Linked DNA regions of Gossypium hirsutum: all the other regions are linked to region 3. A link is a contact called in public Hi-C data. All regions are on one chromosome and are shown on one strand. The core of a region is the stretch at or near the end of the contact, and the rest is flanking DNA. Distances in the headings are between cores, read along the strand shown.

Region 1 (2,700 bases), core at 174-2,673, 150 kb before region 3:
ATTCGGATCGCGCATTGGAATAAAAGACTTTGTGTCCCGCTCAGCCATGCTTGACATAAGCTGCAGACCAAGATGTCCTTTAAAGGATGGCTCATAGTAACCCCAATTACGCATGTTCAACGCATCGTCATCCATGAAGCTATACATAGCCACCAACAACAAGAACAAAATGATTAAACTTTTAACATGATTCACATTATTCCATAAATGCCATTCAAATCCTGCTTAACATTCCCATTAAAGAACCCACAAAGACCATGAAAAAAACATAACACCATTAAAGACAGACATTCAAACAAAAAACAATGTTTCAAATAAGCAATCTAACACATTTACATGAATGAAGCAAGATTCAGCCACATCAAAATACATATGAAAGCAAATAAAAGATCAGACAAGAACCAACATTCAAAATTCAAAGAATGACTAACAATCCGTTTGATTCCCAAGAAAACAAAAAGGGGCAAATATGTTACATTTTCTAACTCTCAATTGGGAGGAAATTGAAAAAAGCCCCCAATGAGCGGCCTTCACAGTATCGCAGATCCATGATATGGAAACGAAAGATCTAAATCCACAGTAAATATGTATATAGCAGATTTGGAAAAATCTAAGATCCCCAAAGCAGCAGAAATAGAAATTTAAAGATACCAAACAGAAAGATGGAAAATTTGAGATTCAAAATAATTTCCAATTCCCCACATTTCCCCAAAGTCCAATCTTTGCACGCATCGTAATCCATAATCAGATCTACTATTATAGACCAAAAACAAAATCTTGAAAAAGGAAAAAAAAATAAAGTTTGGGTTTTTCTTTTATGGCAGTATCAGGGCTTTCAAAATGGAAACTTTATAACATCCTTTAGATCTCCTTTCATAAATTTCACCTCCAGAGCTCGAACAAACAAACAGACAAACAAATAAATAAATGAAAATACATATGAAAAGTTTTAATAGTACAAAGAATAAGCATGGAAGGACCCATATATTCAAAAACTGTTAGAAAGAGAAAGCAAAGAAAGAGAAAAGAGGGGAAAGGAAAGTGAGAGGAGAGAGAAAACTTACTTAGAGGGGGTGTAAACGACTCTTTAGGGTTTGCCCTTTCTGGAGAGAGAAAGAGAGAGGAGAGAGAAACCTGCGAAGGCAAAAAAATAAACTACGAAAGAGAAAGAGAGAGAAAAGAAAGCCCAAAAAAATCAAGAGAGAGAATGGGAAAGACCTAAAAATGTGTATCTATCAAAGGGGATTTATATATATCAGGAATTTCACTTTTTTAAAAATAATATAAAAACATCAAAAGAAAATTATAAATAAAATCATTTTAATTAGAGATAAATATAATCTAAAAAAGTTATTGGATGAGTGTAGGCCATATGCCTTTGAACAAACAAACAAAAAGGAAAACTTGTTATATCTCTTTTCTACATTTTGTATGTGGACAAATATGTGATTTTATAACAATGGAAAACAAAGATAGTCAATAGATTTCTATCAATATCTGCCTTCCCTTCTCTTTTTCTTTTTATCTATATAATTTATAATCCCCATCAAATGTCATCAATCAAGTTTTAAAATTTATTCATTTTATAAACTAATCAATAGTATTTATATCTTTTGATAAATCTAAAAAAAATCTATACAGATTTGAACTAAAAACATAATTTTTAAAATTTTATTTTTACTATTTCAATCAAGAAACATTTAGTATTATCTCATTTTTTTTATAAAATTTTTCACTAATATTTTGAATGTACCATAATCTACTTGCATTGGAGATTTTGATCAAAGATTAAAAGGGTGAAATTCAATCAAATTTTTAGTTGATTAACATGTGAAATCTTTTTAAATGGTTAAATAATATTAATTTATTTGATAGAATACACATTACTCATTTCCAGCTTAAGTCAACTGCCTACTACATCACGAGAAAGAAAAGGCCAACATCCTAGCTAAAAGGTCATCTAGAAATCTAAGGGTATAATACATGCACGGATGGGTGAAATTTGTAACATCTCTTACCTGGTCCGATCATCGAACCCTAGTAATAAGATGTTACAAGCAAATACAAAAAATTATATGCAATTTATATAAATTCCATTCACATATTATGAAATTTAATAATTTAAAGTTTGCAAGGACTGAATTGTGTAATTCAAGCATGAAATAGGATTCAATTGTAAAATTTTAAAATTTTAAACTTTTAAAGTTGATATTGATATGTAATGAATGGGTATTGATATCATATTAAATACCGATACAAAATCACGATTTTGTTTGTTATGCGAAATAAGGGTATCGACATTATTTTCTGGTATTGATATTTTATGAAAAAATACTAATACCATTCTAGCATTCTATTTGTTTTAAAATTGTTCATATGATCAAGTATCAATACCAAATGCCAAAATATCGATACTTAAGTTTAGAAATGGTAAAGACCAATATTTAAAATGTCCATTTCATGCCCAAAACACCTAAAGCTCAAATGGTAACCATAGATATAATTATAGACCTAAAAAACATCAACCAAGGCATACCACAAATATCACTTCTAACAATCATCCTAAGTGTCTAACCAATATGCCACAATTGGCACCTCAATGAAAAATTCAAATTCAAACATAACATTATATTCAAAATGATCCAATATGCCCTCCAAGGCACCTAAAAAAAATTAACATTCCATACTTGTAATAGCCCG
Region 2 (2,700 bases), core at 73-2,572, 200 kb before region 3:
AAATTTCATAAAATTTAAAAAAAATAATCTAAAAAAACCTAAAATTCCAAAAAAAAAGTAAAATTGGACATCTAGAATTTATTTTGAAATTGTTATCTTTTTGGAAATATATAAATATATAAAATTATTTTTAAAATACAGATCTAGATTCAAACTGGAAAAATGCATGTCTAAGGTTAAATCTAAAATGCATTTTTTTAATTGAAATTTAAAAAAAATGTAGGTTTGTTTAGAATTTTAGGTGTTTTTAGAAAGTTTTAAAATTTTATTTGTAAGGTTTTTGCACTTTAGGTTGGATTCGCTTAGGTACTTTTCTTAATAGAAATTGTGAATGGTGTAACAAAATAAACATAAACGGAAAAAATTACAAAGGCTAAAGTGATCCAATTTATGTATAATATGGGAGGTACTAAACCTAAAATAATGTAAAGAAGAATTGTTAGGTGAAAATATTTTTACAAGGGAAATGGGATATAGGAATTTATTTAACACCAAATTTGTATTGAGTGATAATAAAGTTTTTTTTTAAATTTTTTGGTTCCAATACGTGTATAGTTAGGATTGTGATTTTGGATAGGTGTAGAGATGTGATTGGTTGGAAACGGCCAAAACTGAAACAGGAATTTTCTAGTCCAAACTATATGAAACCCAATCAACGTGTGAGAGACTTACGAAACTGGCTAACTTTGTCCATTCCCCTCACTGTTCTCACTTGAGGAATATTAAACTGTAAAAAGAAGAAAAGAAAAAGAATCTGGGATTTTATTTGGAATTATACCATTCCAAAAGTTTTTTAAAATGATTAGACTGTAAAAACAATGTTCATTGGCATCTTCATTTTATTCTATTGGACTTTAGTAGATAGTTTTGTTGGATATAAAATTTTAAGACGAGTGATGATGGAATTCCTAAAAAGCTTCGGACCAAAATGATTTTCTTCTTAATAACAACCAGAAAGAAAGAGGAGAACGTTACTTGCGTTTTCATAAAACATTTAATGACAACTTTTAAGAAAGTAGAAAAGCAAAAGACCTGAAAAGCAACTTGAGATTGGTTATAGTGTCCTCTCCTTCCCCAGTCTCCGACCACCAGGAAGCTCAGAGACCCATCTGGTTTGCCTGCGTGTTCAAACCGCTCAAGCTCTGCCACACACGATATTACAAACAACCCAACAACCAACGTCCACGACACGAGCCTTTGGTTCATAGCTTTTTTGGTTGGAACAACCATATTTATGTGAAATGAGGTGAGAGTAGGGAGGCAAGGCAAGGTAGAAAATGAAATGAAGAGTCCTGCTATCCACGCTATTTGTAACCAGTTGGAGCATATAATATGTTTTTACGAGTGTAGGATTAAAAATCATTTTAAAAGTCCCACGAAAATTCCTTAGAATGACGTAAGGCTATAAGATTGACTGAATGAAAGCATACATTAATAAGAAAGAACCAATAACCCACCAAACCTTATGGCCCAAACTGGTCTTAAATCCACCAATTAAGTTAGCTCTGACTTCATCCTACTCTTTTAACTTTACCTCAAATCTGCTATTAGCTGTTGTGTGTTCTCTATTTCATCCTTATATTTATTGATTAAATTGCCTGGAATTTTGTGAAAAATAATAAATTTACATAATTAAAATTTTAAAATTCAAAAAAAAAAATCTAAAGGTTAAATCCAATAGCAAATTATCTTCTAACTTATCCATATGTTTGCTAGGTTTGACAATTAGTTAGTTGGTAAAACATCAAGGAATAGGATACGTTTAATTTTGTGGTCTCTCATGAATCATGACTTCGTTTTTCCTAGTACCTCTATGCAATCACACACAGTGAACCAGTGACCATTTATAACACAGCAACAAGAAGCATATGGCTGGTGGCATCGGAAAATATGTCGACTCCTGTGGCCTCACTTCACGTGCCTTTCCCACAAACTAAAACCCTTTCCCAGTTGAATGGCTCTTGAATTTGATGATGCAATTATGTCCACTCCTAGGGCCTTACTTTACACTGCTCTTATATAACCCATGAATGTTGATGTTTTTTGGGGTTCAAAATTTTAATCCCTATTTTATTATCATCCCAAGTTAGTGAAGGTATGTAATGGATTTGACTTTAAATAAGATTTTGTTTGAGTGATTACAATATTATATATTTAATTAAATTATTATCGAAATAAAATATATAAACCAATAATATAAATATTAGATTATGGTACATCCACGTAATATGTTTATTAAAAATTAACATGAAACTCAAATACTATTTTAATTGAAATGGTAAATTTAAAAAATTTTATGTTATGATAAATAGGATTCAAATCTTGATCATAAATATATATATTTAAAATTTTATATAAAAATACTTTCAATTTAATATTTATTACTTGATTAAAATAAAAAAAATTCTAATAATTTATTACTTTATTACAATCTTTACATGAAGTATAGGTATATTGTTACCATCAGAAGTATTTAATTATATATATATCATATCAAATAAAGTTTTGAAAAGAAATAAAGCACGGGGCAAAAACATCTTCCTTTTTTTATTCCACTTCCAGAAAAGAAAAGAAAAAGATTCTTTATTAACTTCCTCTCTTATTGTTTTAATCTGAAAAGAAAATACCAGGCTTGATGGTTCTCAAAACAACAGAATTAACTTGCACAAAATAAATTAAAATAATAAAATAATGCAATAT
Region 3 (2,700 bases), core at 69-2,568:
TAATTTTTCAGCTCTGTCTTGTAGAAATCTCTAGACTCAATTATCCTTCTTCTTGAAGAAAGATCATTTTTATCAACACTGTAATCATAAAAGTAAGTTTATAATTATAATCATATAAGAAAACAATCCTAAATAAATAAATAAATAAATTACAAGACTTTGTCTTAATAAAACATATGTTACAAGATAAGGATCTATATTAAACAAATTTATTGATTCACATGACGATTCATTTCTATGTCTCTTTGAAGAACTATCTCTTACCATCGCCAAAATCTACGTATAATTAACGTAAATTGTTATTATATATTAAATCAATTATAAAAAAATGATAAAAGTTATGAACACAACAATAAAAAGATGAAATCTAAAAACTAATTTACCACGTACCATAAACTTTTTCTATTCTAACCTAAGTGTTATATATATATATATATTTGATATGGTTTTTATAATCAGTATACAAATCCCAAGCCAGAGATAATAGTTGGGATTATTTTCAAATTTGTTTATTTTATTTTAAAAGAAAAATATGAAAAATTACATCTAATAGGTGGAAAAAAAAATTTAATCATGCAAACAAATACAGACTTCTTAACTATCAAAAATGGAAATTTAAAAATACAAAATCAGCATCTCAATAAATCAATAAAGAAAACATATTAGAAAAGAGAAAAGACCTATCAAAACCCAGCTTAATGAACAAATAATAATAATAATAATAATATTTTATCGTTAAAGGATATTTTGCATGTAAATTTTAAGGGAAATAGCGTGTACGAGAAAAGAAGAATAGAGCACTGAATCAAGACACATGGATTAACATGTGGCTAATTTTAGACATACTGTTTTTTGATATTTTTCAGGTTTATTTTATTATCTGTATTTGAAATTTGTGTTATCCTTCTCAACAGATAAACATTATGCTATTTATTATTGTGTAAAGGAAAAGAAAAACTCATCTACTTATCCAATGAGCCAGAAGCCATCCAGCCCTCAAATTATTACTCATGATAAGTGTGTTAAACAGATATCCCATTTGGGATTTTTTTCAAAACTAAAGTTATTGATTATAGATTAAAAAAAAAAGGGTGCTAAATTGGTAAAAGCGTAAAGTGATTTTTGCAATGAAATATAAGTATCTTTTTATTTATTTATTTATTACAAAACATGGGGGGGTGTTAAGGCAATGGAAAATTAATACAAGTAGTTGAAGCACATGAATCCCAAGATAAATGGATATTATCCATGGGCCCATCTTGAACTCGGACGAATTGGAAGATATATTTGATATCATCATAAGCTGGTTGGGCCAGCCATTCTACTTTTGTTACGCTCATTTATGATATTAAGCCCTTTTTTTTTTTGGGTCACTTCCAAAGAACCCACACATAAAAATATTATGATCTTTATTTTAGTATAATAAGGATAGAGCGAAGAGTGACAAGTCTGGCTTGTATTTTGCTGGCAAACTTGTAGCTTCGAATGGATAAGAGTTGAGAGCCTCTGTGGTCTTGGGCGATAACTGCTCCACCACTCATGCTATTTCGCCTGCAATGATCAATGCAAAGAGAGAGTGCCCATTCTGAGACAGGATTATCAATAAGGTCCGATCTTGGAATTCTTAACTGATGGCTTTGCAAGTTGTTAATGGGAAAGGCATTCATTATGGAATCATGGAGATTTTGGGTCCTTATGACTGCCCTTGCTGGAGAATGATCGACCATTCTGAAAATGAGTTGATTCCTTGATTTTCAATTTATCCAGAGAGTGCATGCTGCATAAGTGTAAAAATTCTTTGAATCGATGGAGCTGATGTTGTTTGAGTTGAGCCACTGAAGAAACCAGGATGATAGAGAAGAAATTCGGAGACAGTCGGATAAGAGGACAAGAGAAGAACCAAACCACTGCTCGATCGAAACTGCATTGAAGGAAGAGTTGTTTAATGGATTCCCTGCCATCTTTGCAAAAACAAAAAAAACAAAAAACAACACACAGAGGTTATCATCATCGGAAAGGCGTCTTGAGAAGAGCTCCTTGGTTGGAAGGCAATTTGTACATATTTTCCAAAGGAAGATGGTAATATTGTAAGGGAGTTTAAGCCTCTATAGATTAGTCTATGTTTTGTTAGAGGGTGAGGCTGCAGAAGTTGAAGGATTAAATTGACACTCACAGGCATAAACACTCTTCACACAAAAGCGACCATTAAAGTTAAATTTCCATACAAATTTGTTTTTACCACCCTGTATCGAAAGGGTCCTGCTGCGGAGGTCAGAGGCCCAATCATGATTGACGACGATATTGAGAGATTTCTTTTGATCCAAGATATTGATGCTGGGGAGAGTACAAGCATGAACTTAAAATGTTGGGACAGACAATTTAATAGTATCAACAAGAGGGAGATTAGTATTTGGCTCTTAGAATCTTTGTGAGGAAACAATTGTGATCAGTCATTATGTGCCATGCAATTTTGGTGAGAAGGGCATCATTGAAGGTGTTGATCTTCCTAATACCCAGATCACCAGCAAACAATGGTGCACAAATTTGTTTAATTTATTCTTATTTTTTTTAGTTATAAGTAATAACCCTTCCAATATTTAGATACAATCGGCTCTTCCTATAACAATTTGTCAATATTTTAGATATTATAGAGAGGTGGTTGATACCCACAACATCTAACACATTTATAACAACATTTAA

What was found. Hi-C and Micro-C count contacts between places; a contact is called where the count stands out from the background.
Region 1: a contact with region 3 is called in a Hi-C map of leaf, with 4 times the contacts expected there. The contact joins the promoter of LOC107934525 here to the enhancer-like site in region 3. A contact is called at or near these places in 11 of 34 Hi-C or Micro-C datasets (callus, hypocotyl, leaf and 1 more).
Region 2: a Hi-C map of leaf shows a contact between it and region 3, with 4 times the contacts expected there. The contact joins the promoter of LOC107934526 here to the enhancer-like site in region 3. A contact is called at or near these places in 10 of 34 Hi-C or Micro-C datasets (anther, callus, cotyledon and 2 more).

What each region holds. Positions count from the first base shown.
Region 1 is chrA01:73,428,842-73,431,541 of Gossypium_hirsutum_v2.1, forward strand. It overlaps LOC107934525 (protein BASIC PENTACYSTEINE2), which reads right to left and starts at 1,424. Exons shown (of 2, transcript XM_016866975.2): 1 at 1,065-1,424; 2 at 1-139. The coding sequence starts at 135.
Region 2 is chrA01:73,381,789-73,384,488 of Gossypium_hirsutum_v2.1, forward strand. LOC107934526 (purple acid phosphatase 8) reads right to left here and starts at 1,323. Exons shown (of 6, transcript XM_016866977.2): 1 at 1,033-1,323. The coding sequence starts at 1,230.
Region 3 is chrA01:73,577,368-73,580,067 of Gossypium_hirsutum_v2.1, forward strand. No RefSeq gene overlaps it. Among protein-coding and RNA genes, the nearest start is that of LOC121207816, 37 kb to the left of the region's middle. Within about 2 kb of position 1,319, at least 3 of the 9 cell types and tissues checked have an H3K27ac peak or open chromatin away from gene starts, as enhancers often do. A contact at or near this core is called in hypocotyl and leaf, where this site is marked.